6 separate regions of the Mus musculus genome follow, and all the other regions are linked to region 2. Evidence: chromatin contacts called from public Hi-C, HiChIP or PLAC-seq and promoter capture Hi-C data. All regions are on one chromosome and are shown on one strand. Each heading gives the region's core, a stretch centred on a gene start, on an enhancer-like site or on the middle of the called end of the contact. The rest is flanking DNA. Distances are from core to core; before and after follow the strand shown. Region 1 overlaps Epha4 (Eph receptor A4). Region 2 holds the start of Stk11ip (serine/threonine kinase 11 interacting protein). Region 3 holds the start of Cnot9 (CCR4-NOT transcription complex, subunit 9). Region 4 overlaps Epha4 (Eph receptor A4). Region 5 holds the start of Ctdsp1 (CTD (carboxy-terminal domain, RNA polymerase II, polypeptide A) small phosphatase 1). Region 6 holds the start of Pnkd (paroxysmal nonkinesiogenic dyskinesia).

Region 1 (3,319 bases), core at 73-2,572, 2.0 Mb after region 2:
CATGCAGCAGCTCAAAACCTACTTCCAAAGAACTTTAGCACAGTTAGCAGTGCCCCAGGCAGGAGTCTCAGTTATCAGAAATGCAAATAGAAAAACAAAGGCTATTCTAATTCAAGGCTCCACCAGCACAGAAAGGGAAATCAAGCAAGCCTATCTCCTAGGTAACACAGGACAAGTCACCTTCTAAATTAGGGCTAGTTTTTATACTAACTTGTTTGTTCACTGATGTATATAAAAGATTCTTTAAAAAAAAAATAACTTTAAATAGGTTAAAAGTTCTACCCACTTACCTATAGCATAGATATATAGATGTCGGTTTTAATCCTAACAGTATAGCTGAACTAAATAATAATAATAGATCTAAAGGCCTTTGATTTTCTTTTAAAGCAAAGAGTCTTGAACCACAAATGGTTGCTGGACACAGTCTTCAATCAACATCATGGGCCACGGTGTATATGGTTGACTCCATTCCTTTACCAGGGGAACAGCAGAGCTCTCTGGGAAGCACACAGGCAACCCACAAAGACAAGTCTAACAAATGAGATGTTTGGTACTTGGATTTATGGCTCTAGATCTGCCTGCTGGCCATGCACCAATCCAATACCAGATTACTAGGCAGCATAAGGACAGACAACAGATTTCTAGTTCCTGCCCAAAGAGGCACCCTGGTGCTACTGATGAACATCTAGAAGGTCGAGTCAATACAACCAGTGACAGATCTACAACCATTGCAGGGCTCAGGACTGCTTTCAAAGCACCTGGCTACAGTGGAAAGAAACCTTACAAGGTGAGCCCTTAAGAGACAGATGGTATCAGGTCTTAGTGGCGTATGAAAGGAACAGTTATACATGCTGGTCACAGCACTTGGCACACGGGACCTCTTACAGAAATATGCAAAGCGCATTCCTATCCAAAGAGGCACATTTGCCTCCTGACTCAGGACAGACAGGTCTCACATGGTTACCTGTTCTGCTCTTTGATGTTTGTGAAAGGCCTCCGTAACTGGAGCAGCTTTTCCTACAGTTGCCTGAGCTTTGGCACTTGGGAAAGGACCCTGCTTTCTCTGGGGCTGGTTGCCTTGATCTCTTTAGTGAATAATTAGTGATTTTTTTTTTTTTTTTTGAGACTTGGAACACTTAAGAGATCATAAGAGAAATCAAGAACAAGCAACCATCTCAACAACAACACCCTGCCACTGAATGGTCTTGGCATATAAAATGTGGCTTGTCACAGTTAACAGCAGAGTGTTTATTTTGCTGTCCAGCAGCTCTGCATCTCTAAGCACCCGCACTCTTCCTGCTGTGAGATTCAACCTCCGTTACAGCCCATCAGGACCACAGGCTGGCTTCCTTGCATCTTGTCTTCCCCACAGCCTCTCCGGCCTTTTAGTACTGTGTGAATGAGGAAACCGGAGGCAGTAGCAATTACACACTCCTCCTCACCACCCCCCACCCCCGCCCCGTACCCCGCCCCAAGTGGGCATCAGTCAAGGGCACAGATGTGCACTGAGCCGAGGTACCTGGTAACTGACATCAAGGGAGGAGGAAATTTCTTCAAAGCAGAAGTTCAAAGGTGTGTCTTGGGAAAGGAAAAGGCCAAAACTCTGGTCTACACCCACCTGTGACTCCTAAGATCAATGCTGCTTCTAGATACATAGACCAGGGCACACTGAATGGTCTCCAACTTGTAGTTCTATCCTATATATATAAAATGGAACCAGAGGCCTGGCCCCTTCCAAGGAAGTCATCCTGATTTTAAATACCTGCTTTCACCTCTGTGATTACTGTATTAAAATAGAAAGAGCAATACAACAAAAACTGCAAGATTTGTAGAGTTGGAAAAAATTTTCATCACTAGCAAAACTCCATACACACCTTCAGCAGAGCCATGGCTACTCCTATATCTATCTATCTGTATAATGGAGATAGGTAGACTTGGGTCTCCTGCAGTTTCTCCGTGGCACGCCCTGTGGTTTATACTGAAGTAAATCACATGCACATTTAATCAGCATTTCTGCTGGCAATTCTCATTTGTTCTGTCCAGCCTGGGTAAGCAGAGAATTTAACTGCATACAGAAAGCAATCCAGCCATGTTATGTCTCTTACCTGGTGTCAGGTAAGAGATCGTGTCAGGCCATCTAGACATAAGGATGCCTAAGAGAATGACTGTAGAACCTAATGGATTTGTACAAAAGCTAACCAGCAATCAACAAATGGTGGGCAATCTGGTTGTCCACAATGGTTTGGATAAGTTGTGTCTGCCTTGGCTCCTAACGTTAATGGCTTCTATTAGTTTTGGGGGGCTAATCCACAACCAGCCTACCTCTAAACAAGTTTTTCTCCGAAACGGAACACTGTGCTGACTCTGTCTTTGATCATGTGCCTCCACAGTTTTCCTCCCCAGAGGAACGTATACACTTCAGAGAGCAGGTAAACAATCCACTGCTGCCCTGGTCCTGCCCTGGTCCTGCTCAGTGGCTGAGGTTGTGTTCCTTCCTCCTCACCTTTTACAAGGAGGCAAACAACCACTTGGAGGCTGCCATAGCCTTAGTCAAGGTGCCAGCACACTCTAAAGCTCTCAACAGTCCATAACTTCTGTTCCTCCAGTAGCTCTACATTTACTTGATAATTTAATTTTATATCTATAATCAAACTGAGCAGCCTTTCTTATCTGTGCAGCCTACTTCCAATTATCTGTTCCTCAAGCAACAGTTAAGTCTCCTGAGGTAAGTTGTCTGTAACTCTCCTTCCCCAGGAGAGAGAACTGCCCTTCATTTAGGGGTGCATGAAAATGAATTTCCCCTCCCTTCTTTTCTACTCCATGCTAGCGTATGAACTCAAGATCTTAAGCATACCAAGAAGGCTTGAAACTTTACCCTTGTAGTTAAAGCTTCAACTAAAATTCAACCTTAACTACCATCCTTACCAGAGAGAAGAGCTAATCTAAACACGCATGACACTGGCAAATTCTGTCTTCGAAGAGATTGTCCAAGTCAGCTTCTTGGGACAGGGATATAAAAAAATGCTGTTCTTTTTTTCATGGCCCCTGGGTTCACAGACTTTTCTATTACTAACAGGATAAAAGAAACACCAGGTACCATGCTCTTTTTCAGAAAAGTTCAGATCGCTGCGACTGGAGAAAAGTAGATCATCAGTTAAGATGATCCTCCCACTAACTTATCTTATGTTTTCACCCAGAAAAGGTAGCAGCTCTTATTGACTTTCTACAACAGTTCCAAACTCCAGATCTCAGTAAACATTGTCCACTGGCCTTACAGACTCACCTACAAGGCAATAAAGCATCAATCATGCTAAACCAA
Region 2 (3,055 bases), core at 219-2,718:
GAATGAGTTTTTGTTTTTTGTTTCTTTTTCTGCCTATGAGAATTTGGCTTGATACAGTTGACTTGATTGTTATGGCTCCTCCCCCATGGCCAGCTTCAGGTGATCGATAAACAAGGACTGACAGTTGCTATGTAATGGATTATCAATTGCACAAAATGTCCCAGATCCATGAGACGGTATATAGGAAGTTTGTTCAGGCTAGAGAAGCCTTCCACCACCTCTAAAACTGACTGACTCCAACTCTACTCTTTAGATTTTTCATTAAAAGCAAACACTTGCATGTATGAATGTTTTGCCTGAATGCCTCTACACCATGCATGTGCTGTGCCCATGGAGATGAGAAGAGATTGTACAACCACCTGGAACTGGAGTTACAGATGGCTGTGGGCCGCCATGTGGGTACTGGGACTTGAACCCATGTCCTCTGGAAGCCTAGCCAGTGCTCTAATTCACTGAGCCATCTCTTCAGTCCTACACTTCATGTTTAACTTTCTTGTGTTAGAAAGGATTGTTTCATAAAAGACATTCCCCTCCCAAGCCTAGCTAGTCACTCCATCCTAAGAAATGTTTTCATAATGTAGACCAGAAGTTGATGTCAACTGCCAGACCAAGAGCCAGGGTAAAAACTACAGTGGTGCTGGGTGGTGGTGGCGGCGCACGCCTTTAATCCCAGCACTTGGGAGGCAGAGGCAGCCTGGTTTACAGAGTTTCAGGGCAGCCAGGGCTACACAGAGAAACCCTATCTTGAAAAAAAAAAAAAAAGCTACAGTGCCAATTTGGAAGTAGAAAACTCAACAGTCTTGCTTTTGTTAATTATTGATATATTTTATTTTCAAATTTAGGAAAACCACTTTTAGTTAGGTGTACTGAGCTGTAAATACAGTTAAAAACAAAACAAAACAAATACAGGTTCAGGTCATTACCAGTGACTAATTTTTGTTTTTGAGATAGGATCCCACTATGCAGCCCTGGCTAGCCTGGAACTCACTATTTAGAGCTGGCTGGTCTTGAACTCACTGAGACCCTCCTGCCTCTGCTTCCAGAGCTCTGAAATCAGAGACCAGGGACCAATTTGAGAGTGTGCTAAACCCTAAGGAAAAATAAGTCTAGAGACTGAGGACTATGACAGCAAAGGGGGTTTGAGAGTGGCATCCCTGCCAGCCTTAGCCCTTCTGGCTGATATAAAAGAACTTCGCAAGGACAGGACAGCTATGTAACTGGAAGATCAGTATTTGTTTTGGATGAGTTCTTTTCCTTCTAATACAAGATCCCATTTCTCCAAGCTCTGCTTCCCCGCCCAGTCTGCAAACAAGAGTCAGGTTTCTCTCTCTGCCGAAGGGGCCACCCAGAGCCGAGCTAGACCTGGGGCCCCGTTAGGGGCTTAATCCCGGCTAGTTCCGTCCTACTGACACATCGGCTCGCCCAGGGCGTGGCTTCCGGTAGCGAAGGCATGCTTTCCGGTAGGTCCTTTGCCTTCCGGGGCGGGACTTCCTGCCCTAAAAGAGCCCGGCTGCCAAAGTGATTGGAGTGCGAATTACGCGGGCCCATGGGCTCCCGAGGCCCAATGCTTTTTGGAAAAGGGGTCAGAGAGATCGTTCTTTTTAGCTGATGCTTACTTTTTACATTGCGCGACGCCTCCATTTGCACGAAAGCTCTGGGCTTTTGTTGCCCACCTGAGGCTCTTCCGCTTCCCCTTTCCCCAGGCTCCGCCCCCAGCGTCCCGTGGCTATGACGACCGCTCCGCGGGATTCAGTAGTGTGGAAGCTGGCGGGACTTTTGCGGGAGTCGGGTGAGTGGACTTCTGGCTTATTTGGTTGGGAGTTCTAGGTGTGTTCGATACTGTCCAGAAACGCCGGGAATCACCGAGTCATTGCCGGCGGGGTCACGAGGTGCCGGCGTCTTCTGGGTGTGTTCCTTGTGACGCGTTGTTTACAGTCATGCCTTTGACAGTCTAAACTCTATCCATCTCTCATAGCACTTAACTCTCCAGAGGAAAGGGATCATTAATAGATTAAACACTTGCAGACAAGAACATAATCACTTGTACCGAAAGCCAAGTATAAGCACCTTAGACACCAGAGATTTGGAGACCCACATAGGTTAGTCCCAACCCTCTATCAGACTTGGATAAGTTTTTAGACCCTCAGTATTCTTCTCAGATAGGTTAGCATAGGGATTGTATTGAACGCAAAAGATAGCGGGATTTTAGTTAGCTTATTTAGTGCAGTGCATGCATGCATAATAAGTGTTCAAAAGATAGTGTTACTATAGTTGCTGCCCCAGTGCCTGGGCATGGCAAAGATCACTGTGTTGTTTGGTTTTTGTTTTTTTTTTTGTTTTGTTTTGTTTTTTTGTTTTGTTTTTTTTTTTTTTTTGAGACAGGGTTTCTCTGTGTAGTCCTGGCTGTCCTGGAACTCACTTTGTAGACCAGGCTGGCCTCGAACTCAGAAATCCGCCTGCCTCTGCCTCCCAAGTGCTGGGATTAAAGGCATGTGCCACCACGCCTGGCACTATGTTGTTTGTTATGTGGTTGCCATCATCAGCTAAATGATCACAATCATGATTCTTTGAGAGCTGGGGATATAGTTCAGTAGCAGAGCATATGTTTAGCATGTACAAAACTTTGACTTATAATCCCTAGCATCCTCCCCACACACACAGAAAGGAGAGATTCTTCTTTGAGCCCCGGCTTTCCTATCTGTAAGGTGGGGTTAATGGATGTCTTTAGGAGATAAGGATGAGATCTAGATGAAGCAGCTGTCATTTGGAATGTGTGACCTCGATGGCATTAGTGCTCCATATCTATATACTCCCACCATGGCATCCTTGGAGTCTCTTGATGGCAGTTCATTTTCTGGTTTGTGTTAATAATTACTCCCATGCTGTGCCTTTTCTAGACTTCCAGGGGACACCTTGAATTATGTGCATGTCTATACTCAGTGTCTAGTACATAGAAAAATCTCTTTGTAAGGCTGTAAGATTTATTATTCAGCAAAGATCTGACTTGGCTCCCAGGCTCGGAATCGTAGAGTTCATATATGATTGTGGGGATGGA
Region 3 (2,858 bases), core at 306-2,805, 1.0 Mb before region 2:
TCAAGCTTCTACCCAGTGTCACTGAACAAATGGCTATGTGTCATCAAAATGGACATGCATGCCGCTTGTGGTGTAGTGGACACTGGAAAGGAGAGAATTTGGGTACAAGAGACAGATTGACTCCAGTTTTTAAAGGTATCATATTTGAAATTCCTAAGGGGAGAAAAAATCAAGCTGAGATGTTAAGCAGACAGTTGGCTATTTGAATATGGAGCTGAAAATAAGAAAATCTCAAGTTATCAACATATAGCAGAATTTAAAGCTTAGAGAGAAATGGAAGTACAACAGGGGAGAACCCCAGTCCAAAACCAAATCATTTACCCTGACAAAATTTCTTACCAACTGATTACATCTGTCCTTGGGTCTTCAGTCCCTCCTTTTCCTTTTGCCAGTATGCAACACTATTCTTTTGAATATTCACCCAAATATTAACATGACAAATGACAAACATCATACAAACACACTAGAGCCTATCTGTCTGGCCCAGAAGCCTCCTCTAATACTTAACACAATAAACCAAAATGCCCCCTTAACATTCCCTCTTAGATTAGTTCTTTCAACTATAGACTCATCAGGTACTGTTAACTCGCCAAAGGAATATCTGAAAAACACTACAGTACAACTCTCCAACGACACGGAACTTTATTACCTTTTTATTTTTCTCCAGATTTTGATTTAAAATTGGTTCAATAGACACCGTCAGTGTCCTGGCTAGATATGGGTAGCAACCAAAGGCACGACAAAAATTACACTCCCTTTCAGCGAGTAATGTCTAAGAGGAGTAGGAAAGTAAAGAATGGTCAAGCGGGCGTGTGAATATCGCAGTCAAGGTTTTAATGGATATGTGGCAACAAAGTCACCTGTAAAGACAGCAGGCCTTGCAGGGAGGTACGCTGAGACCACCTGAACCTTGGTGAAGAGAGGCCAGATTTAGAATGCAGAAAGCAAGTGACAACACGGACGCGTTAAAGGAGAAGTAAAGGGGGCAACACTCGAACGGGGCACCTGTAAGGCATTGGGTATCCAAGGACCCGGGGCGGGCTAAGCAGCAGCCGGGAGAACTCTGAAGTGGACGCCGAGTGGGCGGACCGCAGGGGTGGGGTGGGGGTGCCGGGGAAAACGGCTCAATTCAGAAGCTGTCCCGGCTCGTCTTACCTGCGCTAGAGGGTCCCAGCTCCGGACAAGCTTGCCGGAAGCACAAAGTTCCCGCGGAGGGGGTGGAGCCGAAAGGCTCGGAAGGAAGGGGCTCTACTAGCCCCAGAGAGCGAGGCCGGTCTCTCTCCTAGCACACCTAAACCCGCTGATGGCGGGAACTATGACTACACGCAAACACGTACGGACGCACGCACTCTCGACGCAACCAGTCCAGGCGCGTGCGCGTAAGCGCGCAAGTCCCGCCCCTCAAGCATTCGCTCTGCCCCTCACCATGCCCAGCCCCTAACCCGGGCGGCCCCGCCCCCGCCGTGACGACACTGTAATACACATGCGCACCGTCCACTTTACCAACTTTGGCCCTCCTACCATTTTCCTCACGCGCAACCGCTTGAGCATGCGCAATTCGTGTCCTTCCAAGCCTGCTGGCCTTTTCCCGCCCTTGTCTGGCCTTCGGGAGAAAGTCAGAGTTCACGTCTCTCAAAGGATTTACCTGCGATGCTGTGGGGATACGAGGGCCAGTAGTTTGCAGACGTCATTTTGATCCCGAATCTGAAGGTTCAAAGAACATACTTTGAGATTATTTGCTAGGCCGAGGTCCGGGAGGCGGGAAAGGGCTGGGTGGGCGGAGGGTCAGAGGTGAGAGGTCAAAGGCCCGCGAAGGGGGCGGAGCGAGGCGGAGGCGGATGGCGGCACTTCATCTTGGGCATCAGAGCCGCTGAAGCTGGGACGCGGGTCCGGTGCGTCCGGCGGGAGGAGGAGTGCGGCGGCCGCTCCAAACATGCACAGCCTGGCAACGGCAGCGGTGAGTGGTTGCTCCCGCTCGGATGTCCGTCTCAGCCTGTTTTCTAGCTCCCAGATCCGGGCCCTGAGTCCAGCTGCTCCTGCCCCTAGTCGCAAGGTCTGGGGGTCTCCACACGCCGACCGTGGCGGAGCCGGACCCCCGCTGTTCCCTCTCATCCCCTCCCGCCCCCTCTCCTGGCCTGGCGCGCGGCCTCTCGCGTTGTTTGCCAGCGCCAAGGCCTGGTCCCGCGCCCCGCGCTGCCCCAGCAGGCCATTCATTGATTCCTTTGCGCCTGGCGTCAGTTTATCTGGACGCGGGTTGTGAATGCTGGGCGTCGGCGGGGATGAGGATACTGCCACGGCCATTCGCTCTGGTCCCGTGATCCTAGACTTCCTCGCCTAGGCACATCTCAGTGGTTCGGAAATGGGCTTCTAGCTCAAGCCACTTGCTTTTTGCATGAGGAAAGACTTCCTCACGCCTCGCGTTTTATCTTTTAACAAGAAAAGCAAATCATGTATTATACCTCCCTAGAGTCGTACTATGGCTTTCGGTTAAATTTAGAGAAAGTAGACTCCTTCCCTGGCCTACAAGCCCTGTATGATGTGGTCCTTAGTCACGTTTATGGGCTTGGTTTTTGTCACTTGCTCCCTAAGCTCCGACCAAGAAGTATATGAACTTTTCTGTTACATATTCTCTACCTGGAATGTCTTTCTTAGGACTCTGCCTCCATACATACACACAAGTTTACCTCAGAGTGACTTTTTCCGACCATATTCATAGTAGCTTGTAACCCCAACATTTTCTCATATAGAGCACCGATCCCACGGTTTAATTACTAGACTTTTATATTTTATTTTACTTTTACTTGTGGGTTGTCTGTACTCTGTAAGTCAGGGGCAAGTATTTGGTGAGGCCTGTTCAC
Region 4 (3,026 bases), core at 421-2,920, 1.9 Mb after region 2:
CCAGCTTCCAGCAGATAACTGCAACTTGTTACATGTCAGCTTTGACCTCCAAGTCTTCTGTCCCCCATAACTTGGACATACTACCACTTACTTTTGAATCTGAGGGTGTACATATGTGGGGGTGGGGGGTGGGGGCAGGGTGTTGATCTCTGTTTTAATCAACTGAATGAAAATGTGTCCAGACGCTAACACAAAATTGGTTAGCAGTTATTCCCTAATTATGGTTACAAAAAGACTCAAATAGAAAACACAACAAAAACATTTCAAGAAGGCAGGACTGGGCACTGCACAAGCCACTTCCTTTCCGGACAGTACAATGAAGGCTACTTAAAGATAAGAGTCTGGAATAAAAACCAGCTAATAACATGTTATTTATTCACAAGTGCAGTGTGGATTCCCCTACCTTCATTCATTTTCAGCACACACCCTCTGCCCCCTGCAAGGAGCACCCTACAGAGGTGAATTCAGAGAATGCAGGTTTTTAAGCACCTGCGATGGCTTTCCATGATCTCAGCTTTATAAACATCACACAGATACAGAGGACTACTTTCACTAAAGTGGAAAAACTCAATGCTGCTGTGAAACCTCGTCATAAAAATTAATTAATAGGGCTTTGCAACCTCCCCCTCTTTTTCCTCCCATACCTTTTATGATTGTTCTCTAAACCTATCTTAACCTAAAATAAAAACTGTACTGGCCCCATCAAGTATTAAGGTCACAGATAAGGACGTGGATAATTAAGTGGTTCCATAGCATCGGAGGTTGGGAAAGAAAATGAGTTACCCACAATTTCCTCGGTGCGATTTTTCTCTACACTAGCTTCATTTATCATGGTCTGAGAATGTGTCGATACTACCAAAACCTGTGTTGAGGACGGATCCGTCCACTAGCCGGACATGCAAGAAGACCACCCACAGTAGCCATCCAGGGACTTCTCCAAAAGGAATAGATGTAGTGATCCACATATGCTGAATGTGCTGTGGAGATAGGACAGCCACAGAGAGCTGCCACATCAGTCCAAACGCATCCACCCCCACACCATCCACTGAAGCCCGCCTCCTCACCCTATGGCCTGGTCTGCATGAATTTGCCTCCTCTTCGTCTCCCATAATGACAAGCGGGAAAAAGGACTTTAGCAGGCGCTCGGAAAGGCACAGTTACTTCACTCTTATTAACTAAAGTTGTTTATGGAATTCCCTTAACGAGCCAAAACTTTATGGCGTGTGGAGCACCAACAATAAATGTGCTCCCAGATCAATCTCTCCCTTGTTTGCTTTTCTGTCTTTCACTGGACCGAAGCATCTTTAGAAAAACAAATTGCTTTGGTAGCTGTGATTTATGTCTCCCAAGTTCATATGCATCCCACAATTAGATATGGTTCAGCTTGCAAGGTGCTTTGGGTCGTGTTTAAGATGGCCCTAGGGTGTTCAGGAAAAATCTGCAACCCGGACATTGGTGGAAAGAAGCCCGCCAGGTCTTGGAGTCCCAAATCACACAGCAAGAGCCCTAAACAAATGCACAAACTCTCTGGGTCTCACCTGCCACTCAGAAGAGTTACATAAGACAAAAACAACTAGAAACTCAGGTTAGGAGTACCAACAAGACACAACTGATTTTAATGTCTTGTGAGCTGAGGTGGGGCTGGTGTGCAGAGACTGAGGGAGCCTAGAGGCTACCTTTGACCTTGACAAGTTAATAGGCACCCAGTCATGTTAATGATGAGCCACTGAGTTCCTCTAACCAGAGAAAAGGAGAATGACTTCATTTTAGCAAGCAGGAACTTTCTATTAAGCCCCATGAGGGAATGGGGGCTTTTGTCAAAATGCCTGGGGAGAAGGACTTTCTTTTTTTTTTTTTTTTTTTTTTTTTTAACTTTTTCTTAGGGGACCAGACCACTGGCTAATTCAAGCACACTTTCATTTTTATCAAACATCAACATTTAATGTTGCAAGATGAGAGTAGGTGATAATTGATAGAAATTAGTCAGTGGCTGGGTCACTATGATAATGAAAACACTGAATTCTACTGGAAGATGGTTTCTTCTAATTGGTTTCTTCTAATTTGTTAAGAGCTCAAAACTTACTATGGACTTCTTCAGTGAATTTAAAGGGGAGAGAAAATGTGTTTTGAGTTTATATAGTTTCTTCCTCAATGTTCATATCAACATGTTCCCAAGGATAAATGAGTTTATTCGGGGAAATACAGAGTCCTATACCAATTTAGAAAATTGAAAGCTGCTGTTCTTTCAACACATTGGCTATTTTCATCTCTTAACTTCTCGCTTTTACAAGCACAAGCAAAAAAAATACAAAATTGTCATTGTGCTGTTCTCGGCAGCCCCTGCCACCCTTAACTACATTAAGACCATGTTATTAATATTTCAGGATTCTTAGAAAGGCTCTTTCAAAATATAGCAGTGGCTTTTCACACACACAGCCATTTTGCTGCCTACATTCAAAATGACCTGCTAAATTGATGGTTTGGTACATTTCTTTGCTCTGTGTGGTTCAGCCTTTCAGAATTTAGCCCATAGATGCATAAGTGCATCCTGCATCTATTCACCACTCTACTTAAGCATCTTGAGATGCTCACCATTCTTTTTATTCGAAACATAATTCCTGTGGAAGATGCACTTGGCACAATACACAGTGACAAATACTTATTTCTCATCTTTTTTTTTTTCCCCTGAGTTGATTGAGAACTGCTGCTCTGTACTTTTGTAAGCGAATGACTTTGTAAGCAAATCCAACATGTTTTCTCAAGAAGCATCTTTCTCCTGTTTGTCCCAGTAAAGATGGTCAGGATGGATGATCTACTCCTGTCTCTCATGGAAAGATCAACTCAGTACAGCAAACTTCCATCCAACCCTTTAGCGTCAGCTTAATCACTTCTTTATGCTAACATGAAATAAAGGAAAATGGAGAACAATAAGAAGAAAAAGGAAAATACAGAGGAGCAAAAGGAGACATTTGTTTCCTTAGTTTACCTGCAAGCATAACTTAAGAGTCTTCACCAAAGGTAGCAGA
Region 5 (3,220 bases), core at 647-3,146, 1.1 Mb before region 2:
TCTGTCATAAAGGCAAGAAGGGGATCGTTCCAAGGATCCCGAGTCAATTAAGAGCGCGCGCCCCTGGGCACCAACACATGGGAGGCAAAGACCTTGGGGTGTAAGGATGGCAGCGTTATGGCTCCCTAAGGGCAGAAGGGTCAGGGATCAGCGCCCCACACTCGCTGCTCGTGCGCACGCAGAGCAGGGGCCAAGCTCCCAGCCCGCTATCTGCTGGGAAGCCACAGGACGCCCACCCCACCACACCCGGCCACAGGGCCCAGGGGAGGAAGTGAGGCGTGCGTGTGAAGGCTGGGCATTCGTGTTTTTAAAATTAAGGCGAATGAAAGGAACTTTGTAAGACAGGAAAAATAAAAAATAAAAATAAACGAACCGCAGCCCTAGAGCGGCGCAACTGAGGGGCTTCCTGCGAGAAGGCTCTGTATGCAAACGCAGATTCAGGCTCTGGCTGGGGTGTGTCACTACAGATCCGGTGACACGTGTGTTTAAAATCTGAACGGTTGCGGTCTCAGGCGCCCAAGGGCGGGCGCTGGGCCCTCCCTCCGCGGGCGTCCCCTGAGCACTCGGGAGCACAGCCAGCCCTAGACGGGGCCCCTCTAATAATCACAGATAGGGGCGGTGGGGTGGGGGTGGAGGGCCTCTAAACAAGGTGGTATTTCTTCTAGTTCGATGGGATTTGGCTCTGCCAAGGACGAAGGGGCACGTTTCAAGCCGAGGGAACAGCACGTACAAGATACAAGGCGCCCTGAGCAGCAGAGGCTCGGCTTCTGCCAGGGTTTGGCAGGGGAAGAGGGCGAGATTTGCTACAGGACAGTCGGTAAAGGTAGGCGCCGAAGTGGACTTTTCAATCCTGGGATGTTCTCGAGACTGCAGGGAATGCTGATAGTTACAGTTGGATCACGAACATAATTTAGGACTGGAGAGGTTCATCAGCCGTTAAGAGAAGTCCCTGCTCATGCAGGCCACCTGAATGAGTTCAGGTGCCAGCACTCAAGGCTAACCACTGCCTCCAACTTCTGCTCCAGGCGATGGCGCCCTCTTCTGGCCATTGAAGGCTCCGGCATTCATACACATACACAAAAATAAAATCAATCTATCTACAATTCCACAATTTGATGAGTTTGCATAACTGGGGCTAGCAAAGAATGCCTTTGGGGGGGGGGAACGGGATATTCACAACGTTAGACAAAAGACCCATTGTAGAGGCGGTGAGAAGGCTTGGGGGTAAAGGTGTCTACTGGCCAGCCTGACTACCTGAGTTTGATGCCTCTCCCAAAGAGAGGAAGAAGAGAACTTCTGATCTCCACTCGTAGAACGTGTATCCTCCTCCACACATAAATATAACTTTAAATTTTTTAGGGGCTGGAAAAATGGCTCAGGGGCACATGTCACTCTTAAAAGGACTCTATTTCCGCTCCTAAGGCCCACACCGGCTATTAACTCCAGTTCCAGGGGGATCTGACGCCCTCGTCCGGCCTCAGAGTGCACTACAAATATGTGGAGTACATACATAAACATATATATTTTTACAGGCCATACACATAAAATATTTCAATTAAAAAAAAAACTAAAACCCATTTTACAGAAAGTTAGCGTCATCCCATTTTCCAGAGGAACAAACGGAGGCAGATCGTGTCAGCACTTTGGAATGCGTGGAGGTGGAGCCCCGACGTCCTCGGGCACTCCCCGACTGGGCGCCTGGGGCGGGCCTCAAGTCCCGGGGCTCGGTGGCCCGCAGCGGCGGGTTACGGCTGTCCGCTCTGCCACGCAGCCGCAGAACGCTCGGTCCGGCCAGCACACCGCAGGAAGAGAGGCGACGCCCCCTGGATCTCCGCAGCAACCCGGCCCGCCTCCCAGCCCGCCGGGCCCCAGAAGTGATGAAAGCTGCGGCGGAGTCCCAGGCGCGCCGAAGCCGTTGCCCTTTTAAGGGGAAGCCTTGAAACGGCGCCCGGGTTCCATGTTTGCATCCGCCTCGCGGGGAGGAAACTCCATGTTGTAACAAAGTTTCCTCCGCGCCCCCTCCCTCCCCCTCCCCCCGAGAACCTGGCTCCCCTCCCCTCCGAAGCTCGCGGGGATCCCTCCCTCCCACCCTCCCCTCCCCCCCGCGCCCCGATTCCGGCCCGAGCCGGGGGGGAGGCCGGGCGCCGGGGCCAGAGTCCGGCCGGAGCGGAGCGCGCCGGGCCCCATGGACAGCTCGGCCGTCATTACTCAGATCAGCAAGGAGGAGGCGCGGGGCCCGCTGCGGGGCAAAGGTAGGCGGGCGGCGGGAGGGCAGAACCGGACTAGGGGCCGTCCCCGCGCTGCGGTCGCTGCCGCTGTCCCGGGCGCGCGCCTCGGCCTGGCCCGGCCCGAGCCCCGGCCAGTGCGGCCGAGAGAGTTTGAACTCCGCGAGAGTCTGAGGCGCTGGGCGGGGCCTGGCGCCACCAGTGCGCTCGAGGCTTCTCGTAGTGGGGAAACTGAGGCAGAAGGCGAGCGAGGGGCTGGCGGGCTCCCGGGCGTCACCCCCTCCCCCAGTTTGGCGCCAATGGGACGAGAAGGTGGGGGTGAGGCGGCCACCCGGCCACCCGCTGAGGCTCCGCCCCCTCCAGGCTGAGGTCTGGAAGGGGTGCCGAGGTGACAGCGGGCTGGGGAGGCTTGCAGGGATCTCCCGCCAACTAACTCACAGCCAGGTTCCCACAAACTCGGGCGTCACGCGTGGAGGTGCAGACGACACCTTCGAAGGCAGAGAGCCCCTAGCCTTGCAAGACAGACTTGGGGGCCTTGTATCCAGCTGGGCACGCGACACCCAGGCTGCAACAGGCTAGGCCGGTTGGCCTCGGGCCTGTGCACGCTTGCACCCACCCTGTAAGGGGTGCTGCCCGCCTATGCGGAGCCCCTAAGGCTCGCAAGAGTGGGGCTCACCCCTCCCTCCCCTGTGTGAATTTCAAGATTGGGAAGTCACTCCGGGTTTGTCCACTGTCCAGTTCCTCGCTCTTTGGGGGTTGGGGGGGGGGTGGCCTGGAGGCAGAAAGGATTAGAGAAGAGGCTTGGTGGGGGTAGGTCTGTCAATTTAGACAGGCCGCTGCAAAGAGACGGGGCGGGGTGAAGGAGGTGGGGCCGGTGGGGCTGACAGCCCTGGGACACTGGCCTCTGGGCCCAGGCTCAATGGGGACTTTGGACTCACTGGGTAGACAGAATGGAGGGAGAGTGGGAGTGGACGACAGGGCCCTGAGCCCTGAAG
Region 6 (3,328 bases), core at 520-3,019, 1.2 Mb before region 2:
AGAGCTCTGTCTTTCAGAACCTTCAGGAAGCACACTCCCTTTTTCCCCAAAGCCATAGCTGCTCTTTCCTGGGACAGCTGCATCCAGTTCTTGTCTGGAGCCTCAGGTTGTTAGAGAAACCCTTCCAGAGCCCACAGAGCTGTGACCTCCTCTGGAGCATAGCCCCCTGCTGTGCTGTTCCCCTTACCACGTTCTCTGAGGTGCACAGCTGACAGGACAGGCCATACCAGGCTAGGTATGAATTAAGTTATGAGAGTTTCATGAGGCTGGCATCCGAGATTATTATTAATGCCCCTTCTGGAATGTAAACTACCTTTAATTTCCACTTAGGTTACTTCCATTCACTTTCATACAAGATTTTATATATATATATATATATATATATATTTTAAAGAATACCAAGATCCAGAAAGCTAACAAAGCTGACAGACTGCTAAACAGCAGAGGTAGGATTTGAACCCAGGGGTCACACTTAACCCCAGTGCCCTATGGCCCTTCCTTTGAATATCCTGCAGGCCAAAGTAGGTGGCTTTCACTTTGGTCTCTTATAATAGCTGCCTAGGACCAACAGGCCATACTCAAAAGCCCATCTGCACTGATCTGAGATGTTCAAAGGCCTACCTGAGTGCAATGCAAAGGTGACCTCACTATCATCCGGGCCCTCCATGCTACCGACCACCCCTTCCTGGGGTTCCAAGACCCAGCCCTCGTCATTGCCCTCTTCTTCTTCTTCCTCTTCCTCAAAGTCCACGTCTTCCATCTCCTGGGCCAGATCATCTGCTTTGAGAGAAGCGTTAAAAGATGGAGCTCCAAAGATAATACAAGGAATGGGGTAAGGGTTAAAGAATGAAAAAGGTGAAGCTAGGGTGGGTCGTGTGGCCAAAGGTTAAGATGTTGTCTCACACGTACCGAGCAGGAAGAGAGCACTTGGGGGGCGGGGAGGGGGAGAGAGGCTAGGTCTGAAGATCTGGTGTTGGCCAGCGACCGTGTGGGAAGAGAGGACAGAGGGCATGATGGGAAGGGGGTGTGTGAGGGGAAGGGCTAGGGGAGGCGTCAGGGAACCCCCACCCAGCCAGGCCTAGAAACTAAAGGTGGGGGGTAGGGGAGGAGGTCTGGGAGAGAAATGTCGGTAGGAACGACCGGTAGGGAAGGGGGGAGGGGGGACTGGGGAGAAGCAGGGGTCAGAGGCCAGGGGTGAGCGCCTCTTGTCCCGTGGCCTCAGGAGCGTCAGTTCTCACCCGGGTCCGGCGGGCCTGGATCCAGCTCTACCACCTCAATGATCTCTTCATCTCCGTGAAAGCTCAGAGTCTCCAGAGGCGGGGTGTCAGCGGCCGCTCCGCTCTCCGATTCGGACTCCATGCGGCGAAAGCTACCGATCCACTTCTCTGGGCCCAAACGCCTCCCAGAGTCAGCTCTGCGCGACGACGCGGAACTCGAGCCCCTCCTCCCGGGAGGAAGTAGGCGTAGGTGACTCCCGGCCGAAAGAGCGACGGCATCCGGGCCAATGGCGACAGTGGTGGACTAACAGAGCCGCCAATCATAAGGCAGAACTAGGATGACCAGGCCGGGGCGTGGCGGGAGAGCCCAAGCTCCACCTTACATGACTCCGCCCCCAGCTGAAGGGAAACAAGCGAGCGTGCGCGCCTCCAGGGTCTCCTGGGAGGAGTAGTTCTCCGGGGCCCGCTACGCGGACTTCTGGGAAATGTAGTTTTTGCTCTGTAGGCAGGACGGAAGGCGCGGGGGAGGCCCCTTACGCAAACTACAATTCCCGACGGGGAGCGCAGTGAAGGGGGGTGGGACCCGAACATGGCGGCGGTGGTAGCTGCTACGGCGCTGAAGGGCCGGGGGGCGAGAAATGCCCGCGTCCTCCGGGGTAAGGAGAGGGACCCTCGGGAGGGCAGGGTTTTAAAAGATTCCGTTTCCTTTATATCCCACCCAGCGCGACAGCAGGAAGTCAGCATGCCAATTGCTGCCCACACCTCTCTGCAAGATCTTAGAGAGTCTGGGGGTGAAAAGATGCTCTAGAGGTCACCCAGTCCAACTCCTGCGTTTAGGTTGCGCGGCGTGTCTAGGGTCTTATTGCTAGAGAGGGTACCAAAGAAACCTTTAGACTCCCGCGCCCCAGGGGTTTCACACTCACCGCAGTGCAGAGGAAAGAGCCCTGGGCATCTGGAGGCTTGAGTTCTAGCACTGAGTAATTAGCGGTTTGACCTTGTGCGAAGCAGCTCGTCTTCGGGCTTCAGCTTCCTCTTCGACGGGATGGAGTTAGTTATCCTTAAGGATAGCTTAAGGTCCTGCAGTTTTAAAACAGTTCCCCGGATTTCCTTCATACGTATGTCTCCGGTGAGTTCCTCTGCAGTCCTTCCCAGCCTGACTTCTGAATAGAACAGCAGCGAAGCTCACTGCCTTGGCACCAGGGTGAGGAGCCCGCAGTGACGTTTAAGTAGCCTTCCAAAGGTGTCACCCGATGGCGATTTTCCCATTTCTCTTTAGATTCTTCACTGCACTTGTTACTCCAGACTGCAGTCACTCCCCTTCCTCATCTCCCATACTGACATGCCATACTTTCATTCACAGGGATCCTCTCTGGAGCCACAGCTAACAAGGCTTCCCAGAACAGGACCAGAGCACTGCAGAGCCACAGCTCACCAGAATGCAAGGAGGAGCCCGAGCCCCTCTCCCCTGAGCTAGAATACATTCCCAGAAAGAGGGGCAAGAACCCCATGAAAGCCGTGGGGCTAGCCTGGTGAGTTTAACTGCTCCCTTTGCCTACCAGTGGGGAGTGCATTGAAAGGTGTGGGGACCTAGAAACTTCTCTGAAATGCGGGTGGAGAGCTGAATCCAAGGGAAGGAAATTGCTGGAGTCAAGGGATGGACTCTCAGAAGGGGGGGGGGGGCTAGGGTGGAAAAATATGTAAAATTGGGGGATAGTGGCTTTTCTGTGGAGCAAATTGAGCTGATCTGATTTGAATTTGAGTCACTGGATTCATCCTTCCCTTTGGGAGCAGGGGTCACATTCCAATCCCAGTAATTAAGTGTCAGATTGCGTTGTGTAGAAGCTAGACGTGTTTCTGTGAATTCTGTGGATCTGATTCTGGCCTTAATACATATTACTGATTATCACTCACTAAAGTAAAAGGAAGGGAAATTAACATTTTTTTCCATCCAATGTCTGAGGTATGACAATACTTTGCCATATAACGTTTGAAGCTTTCTGAGGTAAACCTTGCATTTCCATCCCTCCAAGGAGGGAACAGAGGCTCCCAGCTGTGATTGTCACCAGCTCTTGTGGCTTCCTGTTCTTTGGCCCTTACCAATGCCCTCTTTC

Evidence for each region. Promoter capture Hi-C pulls out the DNA fragments that hold promoters and counts their contacts. Hi-C and Micro-C count contacts between places; a contact is called where the count stands out from the background. HiChIP or PLAC-seq counts read pairs in DNA pulled down with a chosen protein or histone mark.
Region 1: a contact with region 2 is called in a promoter capture Hi-C map of embryonic stem cells, with 10 times the contacts expected there. The contact joins the enhancer-like site here to the promoter of Stk11ip in region 2. A contact is called at or near these places in 2 of 39 promoter capture datasets (embryonic stem cells and hippocampal neurons), 4 of 115 datasets of contacts at active chromatin or transcription factors (embryonic stem cells, extraembryonic endoderm stem cells and pancreatic cancer cells) and 1 of 9 other capture datasets (embryonic stem cells).
Region 3: an H3K27ac HiChIP or PLAC-seq map of thymic regulatory T cells shows a contact between it and region 2, with 4 times the contacts expected there. The contact joins the promoter of Cnot9 here to the promoter of Stk11ip in region 2. A contact is called at or near these places in 2 of 39 promoter capture datasets (liver and pre-B cells), 2 of 484 Hi-C or Micro-C datasets (CD4 T cells and CD8 T cells) and 1 of 115 datasets of contacts at active chromatin or transcription factors (thymic regulatory T cells).
Region 4: an H3K27ac HiChIP or PLAC-seq map of embryonic stem cells shows a contact between it and region 2, with 5 read pairs. The contact joins the enhancer-like site here to the promoter of Stk11ip in region 2. A contact is called at or near these places in 2 of 39 promoter capture datasets (embryonic stem cells and hippocampal neurons), 10 of 115 datasets of contacts at active chromatin or transcription factors (embryonic stem cells, extraembryonic endoderm stem cells, pancreatic cancer cells and 1 more) and 2 of 9 other capture datasets (adipose tissue and embryonic stem cells).
Region 5: an H3K27ac HiChIP or PLAC-seq map of double positive thymocytes shows a contact between it and region 2, with 4 times the contacts expected there. The contact joins the promoter of Ctdsp1 here to the promoter of Stk11ip in region 2. A contact is called at or near these places in 1 of 39 promoter capture datasets (pre-B cells), 2 of 115 datasets of contacts at active chromatin or transcription factors (double positive thymocytes and pancreatic cancer cells) and 1 of 9 other capture datasets (adipose tissue).
Region 6: a Hi-C map of CD8 T cells shows a contact between it and region 2, with 7 times the contacts expected there. The contact joins the promoter of Pnkd here to the promoter of Stk11ip in region 2. A contact is called at or near these places in 1 of 484 Hi-C or Micro-C datasets (CD8 T cells) and 1 of 115 datasets of contacts at active chromatin or transcription factors (bone marrow-derived macrophages).

The regions. Positions count from the first base shown.
Region 1 is chr1:77,472,724-77,476,042 of GRCm38.p6, forward strand. The region is part of intron 3 of Epha4 (Eph receptor A4); the gene reads right to left. Among named protein-coding and RNA genes, the nearest start is that of Mir6352, 22 kb to the right of the region's middle. Within about 2 kb of position 1,323, at least 18 of the 459 cell types and tissues checked have an H3K27ac peak or open chromatin away from gene starts, as enhancers often do. A contact at or near this core is called in embryonic stem cells, where this site is marked.
Region 2 is chr1:75,520,061-75,523,115 of GRCm38.p6, forward strand. It overlaps Stk11ip (serine/threonine kinase 11 interacting protein), which reads left to right and starts at 1,469. Exons shown (of 25, transcript NM_027886.3): 1 at 1,469-1,582; 2 at 1,704-1,789. The coding sequence starts at 1,729.
Region 3 is chr1:74,504,505-74,507,362 of GRCm38.p6, forward strand. Cnot9 (CCR4-NOT transcription complex, subunit 9) reads left to right here and starts at 1,556. Exons shown (of 8, transcript NM_021383.5): 1 at 1,556-1,957. The coding sequence starts at 1,934. Usp37 (ubiquitin specific peptidase 37) reads right to left here and starts at 1,317. Exons shown (of 24, transcript NM_001310662.1): 1 at 1,156-1,317.
Region 4 is chr1:77,445,596-77,448,621 of GRCm38.p6, forward strand. The region is part of intron 3 of Epha4 (Eph receptor A4); the gene reads right to left. Among named protein-coding and RNA genes, the nearest start is that of Mir6352, 50 kb to the right of the region's middle. Within about 2 kb of position 1,671, at least 10 of the 459 cell types and tissues checked have an H3K27ac peak or open chromatin away from gene starts, as enhancers often do. A contact at or near this core is called in embryonic stem cells, where this site is marked.
Region 5 is chr1:74,389,713-74,392,932 of GRCm38.p6, forward strand. It overlaps Ctdsp1 (CTD (carboxy-terminal domain, RNA polymerase II, polypeptide A) small phosphatase 1), which reads left to right and starts at 1,897. Exons shown (of 7, transcript NM_153088.2): 1 at 1,897-2,252. The coding sequence starts at 2,186.
Region 6 is chr1:74,283,265-74,286,592 of GRCm38.p6, forward strand. It overlaps Pnkd (paroxysmal nonkinesiogenic dyskinesia), which reads left to right and starts at 1,770. Exons shown (of 10, transcript NM_001039509.1): 1 at 1,770-1,873; 2 at 2,578-2,746. The coding sequence starts at 1,807. It overlaps Aamp (angio-associated migratory protein), which reads right to left and starts at 1,474. Exons shown (of 11, transcript NM_146110.3): 1 at 1,239-1,474; 2 at 622-777. The coding sequence starts at 1,359.